Linked DNA regions of Mus musculus: all the other regions are linked to region 2. A link is a contact called in public promoter capture Hi-C data. All regions are on one chromosome and are shown on one strand. Each heading gives the region's core, a stretch centred on a gene start, on an enhancer-like site or on the middle of the called end of the contact. The rest is flanking DNA. Distances are from core to core; before and after follow the strand shown.

Region 1 (2,700 bases), core at 164-2,663, 590 kb after region 2:
GTAATTAAAAAGTGACTTCAAAAGTTATCAGATAAAATAAAATAAATGGTATTTGATATTAAAAAAAAAAAAAAGAAAAGAACAGCTGCGGATCAGCTGGGTGTCCTGGCACACACCTAGTGCTAGCACTAGGGAGGTCAAGGGTGAGAAGATTGCAAACTGAAGGACATTTTGGGTACATGGTGGGCTCCAGGGCAGGCTAGACTGTATACTAAGGGGGGGGGGAGGAGGAGAAGGACAAAAAGGAGGGAAAGAGGGTGAGGGAGGAGGAGAGGAAGAGGGAAAGGGAGGATCCAGTGAGCCAGTCATGGTGACACTTGCCTGTAATCCCAGCACTGAGAACAACATCCATTGTTTAAAGTTATCCTCAGCAGTAAGGCACATTTGAAGCCAGCCTGGGATACTTGGGATCCAATGTAAATGAATGAATGAATGAATGAATGAATGAATGAATAAATAAATAAATAAATAAATAAATAAATAAATGTAAAACAAACAAAAACTAACAACAAAGCGATTCATGTCCTGACAGTTCACAGGGGAGAAACAGAGCCCCAGGAAGGTGGGCTAACTTGTCCAGGGTCACACACACACAGATTTTAAGGACATTTCTACAAACCCTAGGATACCAAGTTCTCTCCTCCATAGCATGTTGATTTTGAGGTGGGGGTATCTCTCCATTAACTGGGGTCTCAGGTGTGTTTTAAGTAGCAAGAAGTGGGGCTACAGGAGGTGAGATTCCAGGACCCCCCCCCCCACACACACACAAGTAGCTAAGGCTTGAACAGTGAGGCTGAACAAGGCGAGCCAGGGAGGGAACTGGGGGATCACTATAAGATGACCAGGGAGGAAGGCAGATGGATGGAGACTTGAAGCTGACGCATCCCTGCCACCTTTGAGCAGCAACCAGAGGGTGTGGCTTCTTTAATATAATGTGTCTGGCCACAGTAACGGTAAGAGCAGGCAGTGCCCATTGCACCTGTCAGCCAGTGCACTGGTGAGAAATAGGACAAGACGATGTGGCCAGGGCAAGATGATGTCATTTGCAACTAATGAATGTGGCAGGAGTGCAGATGTCTGGGAAATGGATGTGTTCTTCTCTTTTCTGTGAAGCTATAGTCTTCTATGGGTCCCAGGTCTTCCTTAAAAGTACTCAAGCCAATGCGATGAGTCTAAAGGGTTTTGTTTTTTACAGTGCTGGGGCTAGAACACAGTGCTCTACCACTGAGATGCAGCCCTGTTTGAGTTTACAGTTTCTACATCCCTTGCCGTACAAGCCCAAGGCATTGCTGCATATAGCCTTTGTTTTCGTAGCATATCTTTCATACGGACAGCTGCCAGGGTGCTTGGCCCTTTAAGGAGAACCCTCTGCTGTGCTGTTAGCAGCATCACTTCTGAGACACAGAACTGGGTTGTTTTTATACCAAGCCACCCATCCAGAGAAGAACTTACTCAGACCTATGCTAAGAACTAAGGAAACAGATACAGAGCCGTGGCAGCTGCTGCCAAGAAGTTGTTTGGCTCGCCAGTGGAATTTCCTAGTTCCCATGTTGCTCTTGGCTGTGAAAAAATTAGATGTTTGAAATGTTATTATCTAAAAAGGATAGGTTATGCCACTTAGTGAGAGGGAAAGACCTCATGGGTGTGACGGGGTGGGAGGGAGTGCTGGTGGAGATCTTAGCAGGGGCCCAGGAGAGAGCCTGAGCAACCAGCTCTTTACAGAATGACAAGCTGTGTCACTATCCCTACAACTTGAGTGAAGGGTGGCAAAATGACATTCTGGGGTTGCTTTCAATGGCCTTTAAGAAAGAGAGCCAGCCGGGGGTGGTGGCGCACACCTTTAATCCCAGCACTCGGGAGGCAGAGGCAGGTGGATTTCTGAGTTCGAGGCCAGCCTGATCTACAGAGTGAGTTCCAGGACAGCCAGGACTATACAGAGAAACCCTGTCTCGAAAAAAACCAAAAGAGAGAGAGAGAGAGAGAGAGAGAGAGAGAGAGAGAGAGAGAGAGGGAGAGAGAGAGAGAGAGAGAGAGAGAGAGAGAGAGAGAGAGAGAGCCAATTCTCTGTTCCAGAAGGAAGACAGTCCTCAGGAATGCTTGCTAGATACTCAAGTGGAACAAGCTGGTGAAGCCAGTGTGGTGACTCAGTCTTAAAATCCCAGTATTCCGAAGGCTGAGGCATGACTATTGAGCATTTGAGGCCAACCTGGGCTACATCATAAGTTGCGGGATCTTTAGAGAATGTTTCCAAGATCTTACCTCAAAGTGGAAAACAAAGAAAGAAACAATCCCAGGCTTATTCATAAGGAACATTGAAGCTGATGTGGCTTTGCTGTTTACAGTTAATGAGGCATTTGGTTCTTCAGGCAGCTCAGCTCAGCAGTCATATGTGGCCAGTGGCCTCACTACTGTACATCATGAGCTCAGGACATTTCCTCTATTCCAGAAATATTACTGGGCTATTTGGAAGTGGAGTGTGTCGCCACTCTAGAGGCCGTGGGACCTGGGAGAATGGAGCTGGTAAGTTACTCGGACAAAAAGTCTCACACACTGGCAACTTTTATTCAGAGCACCAGACAGTTTATCCTCTGAGGGGTAAAGAAAGGTCACCTGGGTAACGTTATCAAGAGTTCAAGCTGTAAGCAATCACAAGGGCAAGCTACATGCTGGTAGCAAAAATGTGGTTTTCCATAGAGGTAT
Region 2 (2,700 bases), core at 3-2,502:
AACCCCAATGGTCTAAGGTTGTAGTGTGCATATGTGCCTTGCATGCCTGGCACGATGGAAGCCCTGGGTTCATCCCCACCACTTCATCCACGGGGTGTGGTGACACCCTGAAACCCAGCACCCCAGAGGTACAGGCACAAGGATCATAAGTTCAAGGACGTGCTAGCTAGGGCACCAACTTACAACGCAGCCAGGGTTACCTACATGAGACTCGGTCTCAACATCTGTCTTATGTCCCCACCACCACACTCCCAAGCCAAAATCCCTAACAGCTATAATTCAAAGTCATACTAGTTACTAAGTAGAAGCCAAGCACTTCTGTGTGCTTGGCCAAAGAGTTCATAACATGGCTCGTTATTTCTCATGCCCTGGGCCACAGAAACTTAGAGAAAGAAAAGGAATTCTTTCTGGTGACCACTCAAACTAGTTGTTTTTATAAACTAGCAAAATTAATGGACATGGCGGGCAAGGGGGAACAAGTTTCTACGTTTTTACATTCTGCCAAGTTTTTAGCCCAGGTCAATCGTTGGAAAGAATAAACTTACAAAGCTCGAAATAACTTTTTCGCAGCATATTTTCAACCAGCAAAAACTGGCTGGAAAAGGGAGGGGAGGGGAGAGAAATTAGAAAAGGAAGGAGGAGGCCATCCGGCCATACTCTACGGTAGCGGCTGACAAGCAGCCGGAGGAAGGGGACGGATTTGGACACCGAGCCTCGCGGTCCACACAGACCGCGATGGGCGAGCGAGGGGGCCGGGCGAACACGATCCACGCGCCGAGGAGAAGAATCTACAGTGGGCGAATGAATGGAGGCGCGCCGGCGTGTGGCTAGCGACACGTCAGCGCAGAGCTTGGGGACGGGCGGCCCGCGGCGAGCGCGGGCGGAGAAGCGAGGCCGACCCTGGCGTGGGTCCTGCGGACCGCGGGCTTCGGGCCCGCGCTCGCTGAGGACGCCGAGCTGCGGGGGGTCCCGGGGCGGGGGATAGCATGGCCCACGAGAGCCGGGCCGGGGGTCGGCCGCGGTCCCCAACCCAGCCCCGCGTCTCTCACCTCCGGGGCCGCCTCGGAGCAGCACGGCGGCGGGAAAGGCCAGCAGGAACAGCAGCAGCAGGCGGGGGAGGAGTCTCATGGTACGGCCGGTCAGCGTCCGGTGCGGGTCCGCTAGGGCTCTCGGAGGCTCTGGCGGTAATGGCGTTACTCTTCATCCGGGCCGCGGTGGAGGGGCGGGGCACGCACGCACGCGCGCCATCCGTCGCCCCTCCCCGCCACCGTCGACGTGGCCTCTAAGCGCCCAGGGGCGGGGCCTGCGGGCCGGGAGATCACGTGGCCGGCGGTGGCGGGGACCAGGGGAGCCTACGGGCTCCCGCGAGAGCCTAGCTGAGCAGGCTTATCTCTTCCAGATGCTTAGCATCGCTTTGTCCCCCGTTGCTTTGAGGGGCCAAGGAGTGGAAACTTCCCGCATGTGTGGCAGTTGAAAGACAGAAAGTAAAGGATATGGATAACGACAAAATAAATAAATAAAAATAAAAAGCCGAAAGTGATGTCTCACATTGTAACCCCAGAGTTTGAGAGATGGAGGCAGGAGGATTGCAGCGAGCTGGAGACCAGCCTGGGCTATGTAGCGAGTTCGGGGCAAGACTGGGCTACAGAGTTAATACCTTGTCACAAAATTCTACCCCCCCTGCAATAAACAATCGGAGTTCTGGAGTTTTATTCTTTTAAATTTGACTGTCTCTCTGGTGTATAATTGCCAGTGCACAGATAGATGTAAAGGTCAGTCAAAGGACAACTTCTAGGGAACTGATTCTCTCCACATTTTAGATGGGTTCTGGGCTTGAACTCTGATCATTAGAGGTTCAGTTCTGTAATTTTTCTTAACAACCCAAACTTAGCAATTACCTAGCCTTTCTGCAGTTTCTACGCCAAAGATCTCACTTCTGGCATATTTCTGGCAACTTCAGCTGGTCAGTGTGAAACACTCGGGATGTAGTGGCTGCGCTGAGAACCTCCAGCCACAATCCTGATTCAGGGACTGTCTTGGTTACTTTTCTGTTGCTGTGAAGAGATACCATTACCAAGGCAACTTATAAAAGAAAGTGTTTGATTTGTAGGCTTGTTTACAGTCTCAGAGGGTGAGTTCCTGACCATCGCATCAGAGAGAATGGGAGCAGGCAGGCAGTGCTAACGTGGAAGCTGAGAGCTTATATGTTCAGCCCCAAAGGACAAGGCAGAGAGGTAAGTCCAATGGTACGGACTTTTGAAACCTCAAAGCCCACACCCAACAATGCACCTCCTCACATAAGTCCTTACCAAACAGTTCCACCAACTGGGATGTAACATTCAAACACAAGCCTACTGGGGCAGTTCTCATTCAAACCACTACACAGGTTAAGCAGCCACCAGGATCATTGGAGCCTCTGAGCCACAGAGGGACAAATAAACTCCCCTCAGAATTGTTGAAGATGACTGAAGTGGAAGTCACAGACCATATCTCAACTTAATTAACCCCAGTAGGTTCAGATCAGATGAACACATGTCTGACCTGAACAGGGGAAAGAGACTGTCTATAAATTCTATGAACATTAAGGAGTCAGAAGTGCCACCACCTGAAGTCAGACCTCAGAAAGGGAGACAGTGAGATCTTCGGTACAAGGACAGTGTCTCTGTACCATCCCCTCAGTTACAGTCCTTGTCAGTTTCT
Region 3 (2,700 bases), core at 85-2,584, 530 kb before region 2:
CCAAATTCTTCACCATAGATATGGCTCGTGCATCCCTAGGGAGGATGCTGAGAAATCAAAAGCAGTAACTAACAATGGGCTGTGTTGCCTTGAGTACCCACGGGCAGAGCTAGTTGTCTCTTCTTGCACACTAGTGTGGACATAAGACAAAGGGTCCCTTTGACAAGGGCACAAGAGCGATGGACTAAATGGGCCTTTTCCACTTTCATGTCTCGAGGTTAATGTTCTTTTTGTTTACAACATCTCCAAGTATCTCTTACTTCAGGAGGTTCTGGTAGGAACAGGCTGCCCCGGTTTGATATCCTGTACTTAGCTATGTCTGACAAGGCATTCTTTTGTACTGTGCTGATTTGGACCACTCTATGATGGAAGCTTCATGCTGTTAAGAAGGTACTCTGTGAAAACAGACACTATATTATATTTTTATATAATATGTCTACTTTTGAATCACAAGCCATTAGCAAAATCAATGATGGCCATGGTTTGAACATCTCCTCCATCATGCCTGTGGAAATCAACTACCATGGTAACAATATTAAGAACTGAGGCCTTTCAGAGGTGTTTGAGTGCTGGCAGTTCTAAGTCATGCGTAGGTTAACGCTGCTATCAAGAGAATGGGTTACTTATCTCAGAAACAGGCTCCTGCAAACAAAGGATGTGTTTGGCTACTTTTCTCTTCTGCTGTGTTATGATGTAGCAAGAAGGTGCTCAAGGAAAAACAAAACAAAACAAAACAACCTACCTAAAGGTTAAGAGTGAAAATCAAATCTTTGCTATTTTGCCATGGGAAGATGTTCAGGCAGGAGGAAGTGAGTTCCCTGTGGAATCTGCTATCATCAGGCACAGATGGGGGAGCAGTTCGTGGCCTTGGAGAACGCAGGTCAAGGTTCTGGTTCCTTCTAAGTCATAAGAGGGGTGGGGGGAGCTCCTTGGATTGTGATCAAAAAGGCAACTAGATCCAAAGACAAGAGCACCCCAGATGGTAGTCATTTAGACTTTTGTATCTGAGGATGCTGCTACACAGGTACCGTGTTTTTGCTATGTGAGAAAGCCATCAGTCACCTGGACAAGACAGCCCTCTTTCTGTGTTTAGCTCATTTGCAGGACAGACAGTTGAATGAGTCATTAAATAAACACGGAATGATAAGTGTAGGATCTGTTTCTAGGCTTGTCAGAGGTAAATAAGGGTAACTATTTGGGAGTCTTGTGGGTGTCACATGGCATGCACACCATTTGAGAGTGTACCCGTTTGCCGGGGCTGCATAACAAATACCACAGAGAGGGCAACCTAAAACAGCAGACAGCTATGTCCTCACAGCGCTTGTCTAAGGCCAAGTCATGGACTGGCTTGCTTCCAAGGCTTGTAGCTGATCTCCCTGTGTGTGTCAGAGTCCTAATGTCCTCCTATAAAGGTAGGTTGGATGAATGCCTACTCAAATGACCATTTTAACTCAATTTCACATTCAAATGGTCTGTCTTAATACGCAGCCATTCTACGTTATAGAAGTGGAGGATCAAACCTTGTGCATATACATTTTGGGGCTATAACTTAGCCCACAACAGAGGCTCTTATCTAAACATGCAGGGGAAAGTGGATCTCTGCATGGTGTCATTCCTAGGAACACAGAAGGTGGGAGCTTTCCCACAAGACTGGAGGATAGCCCTTGCCCCAGGAGTAAAGAGATGTTCACACTCTTAGGGAGTGGTCCCTTGTGTGTTTTTCTCCCCTGAAGCCTCCCACTGGCCCTCTGGAAGGGCAGAAAGGAAAGAGATTGCTATCAGAACCAGAGGGGCTAAAGAGAATTACTGAGAAAGGGAGTAAAGAAAATATATATGGGGAGCAGGGGGTAGCCGAGGGGCTGTAATCTGTAGTTGACAGTGAGAGAGACAATGAGACCCAGATATAGCTGAAGGCTCAACCTGAGGAGAGAAAGGAGTCTAGGCAGGGAACTAGAGAGGTGAGTAAAGAGATGACTCCCCCTCACTCGAAAGTCTCTGCCAGGTTGATTTGTGGCAACAGTTCGCCCTTCACCACCCTGGGAACTCTTCCGTGTATATATATTTGTTGCCAAGCAAGAAGTCAGAGGTCTGGGTTATATGTCCCTGTCATCAGCCGAGGAGAGCCAGGGACAGGGCTCCATCTGTAGCATCCAGGTTCTTCTTGCACACTTCTACCTGGTACAGTAGGGGCCCTTGACTTTGCACAGAGAATTTCAGCCTGAGCCGGTACGAAGCAGAGTTGGAGTTTATTCAGAAGAAAAATATTAACACAGATTTCAGCACAGGGGCTGAAGAAAGAGGGTCATCTGGGGACAGATGGGACACACCCAGGAATGGGTGGGGGCTTCTTAAGGGACAGTGTTGCTTAAATGTCCAGCAATAGCAGTCTATAGTATTTGGGTAGCTTTTGGAATTACGTTGCTCAGAGGGATTTCTTTATCTCCGTATAGATCATGAGATTACAGAGGGGCTCTGCAGGTGCCTGGGACAGGGCTGCAATCCATTAAGGCAAGGCATGGGACTAAGGTTGTACAAGAAAGCAAAGGCATATCTTTTAGGTAAATGAAGGGACTGGGACGATCCTTGGGAGAGTCCTGGAAAACTGCAAGCTTGTAACTGAGAAAGGACTAGTGAATATATACTGGAATATAAGTGAATATACTGGAGGTCATATATGCATTGCCCTTAAACATGATGTTC
Region 4 (2,700 bases), core at 42-2,541, 550 kb before region 2:
TACAGCCGAGTACACTGACAGTTACCCAAAGACAAACTCTAGGAAGCAAACAAAACCTGTCTCCCGTAACAAAAAAAGGTGGGGAAACCCAGGGACAAACCCATGATTTGAGATTACCATGCCCAGGACTCTCCAGGATAGCTCTTGCTCACCGGCAGCTGTGTAGGAAGCTAACGAAACAGCCAGGGTTCAGAAGCCCAGCGAGGCTTCTCTCCACAGAGGTGGAAACCGCACAGGCTAGGGTGGGGCTGTCTAGAGACACTCAGCTTACCTTACCTTGCTAAACTCCTCTCATGGCTCATCTGTAAAGGATGGGTGGGTGTAAAGCGTGCCTCTCAGGACTGTCAGAAGGGGTAAGCGAAGCACGTAAATGCCACTGATACATGCCAAGGGCATTGTGGTCCAGCCATCTTCCCCACACTCAAAGTGCAGTGCCAAGCATCGGCCTGGAGGCCGAAAGTAAAATAGAACCTTGCTGAGAGGCAGAAGCCTGTAGCTGAGCTCGCCTTTGTCAGGTGCCCAGAACTTCACAGGTGGGCACTAATTGTCTTGAGAGTTCTTCTTTCTCCCCCCCCCCCCCAGTATGCAGAGAAAACCGCAGCTTAACATTGGGGGCAGGTTGAGCATTGTTCTCCTCACTATCTTTTGCATTTGACCAAGAACAGTGGTGTTTTGAAGAACAATATTTGGACAAGACTCAGCCCTGTCCTATGCTGTCACTGCAGGAGATGCAGGCTCTTCGTGGGCAGAGACAAGTCCAGTCATGGGAAGACAGAAGGCAGGGGCACAAGCCACCCCACCCCAGTGCAGCTTGCCCTCAGATTTCCTCTCCCCTCCCTTTCTTAGACACACCAGCTGCAGCTTTCTCCTCCTGTCTTGTGAAATGTCCCAGTCCACTACAAGGCTCGTGCAAATGCAAACCTCGGCCTTCCAGGAACCTAGCAAACTGTCTGCCCTGGAGTCACATCCAGTAAAAAGGCGGGGCCAGGCCAAAGCCACAGCCACAGAGAGTGGGAAGCCCAAAGCGTAACCCCAAACTCAGCAAGACTTTCTCTTATGGCTTTGGCAGATCAACCAGTCATTTTGCCTTGGTTTCCCATCCCAGCAATGAGAGCTACAGGCTCGCTCGCTTCCTTTACAAGTGTGTTGTAGAAGAATGTGGGAGAAAGGCCGTTTTGCATGTACTGACGGATGGAATGTAGAGGGAGTGCAAAATACCATTAGGGCATAATTGTGGGCAAACTCCCAGCCCCACCCTTTAGCAAACCATATTCCTCAGAGACTGGTGTTTTGCCACTTCTCTGCACTGTTAAAACAGTTTAAAAATATAGTGGGCCATTCTCTCCTCCTCCCCCCACCCCCAACCCGGTGCTATTTTTAGTCCACGTTGGTTTATTTCTCCACTGTGGCAGCAGCATCCTTTCCCTTTGGGCATCTGTATCTTTTTTTGGTGCCCCCCACAATATCCCATTACATCTTTCTACTATTTAGAGAGCCCAAAGATTCAGGACTCAGGCCTGCCTGGTCTGCCTGAGCTAGAATTTACCCCAAAGCAGACAGAGACTCAACTCAGGAAGGGGGTACAGGGAGCAGGAGTGACAGAAGCGGAGGCATGAATGTCTTGTCACATAGCCACTGAGGAAAGTCTGGAGACATCTGGGAATTTATAGCAACCACTCGCTATGTACCAGTAGCATCACCAGCCTGCGGGGTGAGGAAAGGGGCTTTCATCCCTTGGCTGCTGTCCCCAGACCCTTTTGGTTCCTTGTTCCAGCATGAACACATGGGGCCTCTCAGGCTTTTCTCCTGGGGTAACAAAGGCTGCAGGACTCCGGTGGTAAAGACAGCTCAGTCGACTGCACGCCCAACCTGTGACTGAGATAAGACTCAAATCTTAGACAATAAGAGATAGACACTAGAGTTTGGATCTTAAAAGTCTCCCCGGAGTCTGGTGTGTTAAGGGTTTTTGTTTGTAACTTGAGTCCTTTTTGCAAGGTTGTAAAGATTTTAAAGCTTTTGAAAGGTAGGTAGAGTAAAAGTTAGGTTTAGAGAATGTGCTCTCGATAGGTGGGGTACTGGGACCACTAGCTGAGTCCTCTCTGCCGCTGGTCATACCCTCCTCCTCCTCTCCCTCCTCCTCCTCCTCCTCCTCCTCTCCCTCCTCCTCCTCCTTCTCTCCTTCCTCTCCCTCCTCCTCCCCTTCCCCCTCCTTCTCTACCTCTTCCCCTTCCCCCTCCTTCTCTACCTCCTCCTCAGCTCCCATCTTCTCTCCTCCTCCCCTCCCTCTCCCTTCCTCTTCCCCTTCTTGGCTGTCAGGAGTCCAGTGGCCTCCTTATCACGGCCTCCCACGGCCTTAAAAACAATGAAGCCCAATGACCACAGATTGCGACCTCTGAGCCAGAACAAACCTTCCTCCTTGGAGGATGCTTATCTCAGGGAAGGCAGACTCTCCAGCATAAGCAACCACAGCTGCTTATGAAGTAAGCCAGAAAGAGCCAAACATCAAGCAAGGCCAGCTCCTCGACAAAGTGAGTTCAAGGCCAGCTTGGACAATTAATGAGACTTTGTCAAAAAAAAAAAAATTAAAAGAAAGACATAAATCCGTAGAAAAGCTGTATTTTCTGTCAGGTATTTTGTCTCAGTGACAGAAATCTGATTAACACTTCAAACCTCCATCAAGAAAACCAATCCTGGGTCACG

What was found. Promoter capture Hi-C pulls out the DNA fragments that hold promoters and counts their contacts.
Region 1: a contact with region 2 is called in a promoter capture Hi-C map of liver, with 2.2 times the contacts expected there. The contact joins the enhancer-like site here to the promoter of Ssr1 in region 2. A contact is called at or near these places in 13 of 39 promoter capture datasets (the 3T3-L1 cell line, 3T3-L1-derived adipocytes, the C10 cell line and 8 more), 1 of 484 Hi-C or Micro-C datasets (ventral hippocampal neurons), 6 of 115 datasets of contacts at active chromatin or transcription factors (craniofacial prominence, extraembryonic endoderm stem cells, neural tube and 3 more) and 1 of 9 other capture datasets (embryonic stem cells).
Region 3: a contact with region 2 is called in a promoter capture Hi-C map of liver. The contact joins the enhancer-like site here to the promoter of Ssr1 in region 2. A contact is called at or near these places in 15 of 39 promoter capture datasets (the C10 cell line, the HPC-7 cell line, cranial neural crest and 9 more), 1 of 15 datasets of contacts at CTCF or cohesin (large pre-B cells), 3 of 484 Hi-C or Micro-C datasets (bone marrow-derived macrophages, cerebral cortex and embryonic stem cells), 31 of 115 datasets of contacts at active chromatin or transcription factors (DN3 thymocytes, the SCID.adh cell line, T-cell acute lymphoblastic leukemia and 24 more) and 3 of 9 other capture datasets (adipose tissue, embryonic stem cells and pancreatic islet).
Region 4: a promoter capture Hi-C map of the HPC-7 cell line shows a contact between it and region 2, with 8 times the contacts expected there. The contact joins the enhancer-like site here to the promoter of Ssr1 in region 2. A contact is called at or near these places in 19 of 39 promoter capture datasets (the 3T3-L1 cell line, 3T3-L1-derived adipocytes, the C10 cell line and 12 more), 1 of 15 datasets of contacts at CTCF or cohesin (large pre-B cells), 5 of 484 Hi-C or Micro-C datasets (B cells, bone marrow-derived macrophages, cerebral cortex and 1 more), 38 of 115 datasets of contacts at active chromatin or transcription factors (the 230-238 cell line, DN3 thymocytes, acute myeloid leukemia and 27 more) and 4 of 9 other capture datasets (adipose tissue, embryonic stem cells, liver and 1 more).

What each region holds. Positions count from the first base shown.
Region 1 is chr13:38,581,433-38,584,132 of GRCm38.p6, forward strand. No RefSeq gene overlaps it. Among named protein-coding and RNA genes, the nearest start is that of Gm40922, 28 kb to the left of the region's middle. Within about 2 kb of position 1,414, at least 12 of the 459 cell types and tissues checked have an H3K27ac peak or open chromatin away from gene starts, as enhancers often do. A contact at or near this core is called in liver and neural tube, where this site is marked.
Region 2 is chr13:37,992,956-37,995,655 of GRCm38.p6, forward strand. It overlaps Ssr1 (signal sequence receptor, alpha), which reads right to left and starts at 1,253. Exons shown (of 8, transcript NM_025965.4): 1 at 1,050-1,253. The coding sequence starts at 1,128.
Region 3 is chr13:37,464,612-37,467,311 of GRCm38.p6, forward strand. No RefSeq gene overlaps it. Among named protein-coding and RNA genes, the nearest start is that of Gm40914, 21 kb to the right of the region's middle. Within about 2 kb of position 1,335, at least 12 of the 459 cell types and tissues checked have an H3K27ac peak or open chromatin away from gene starts, as enhancers often do. A contact at or near this core is called in liver and trophoblast stem cells, where this site is marked.
Region 4 is chr13:37,439,905-37,442,604 of GRCm38.p6, forward strand. No RefSeq gene overlaps it. Among named protein-coding and RNA genes, the nearest start is that of Gm4035, 6.1 kb to the left of the region's middle. Within about 2 kb of position 1,292, at least 106 of the 459 cell types and tissues checked have an H3K27ac peak or open chromatin away from gene starts, as enhancers often do. A contact at or near this core is called in the 230-238 cell line, B cells, the HPC-7 cell line and 10 more, where this site is marked.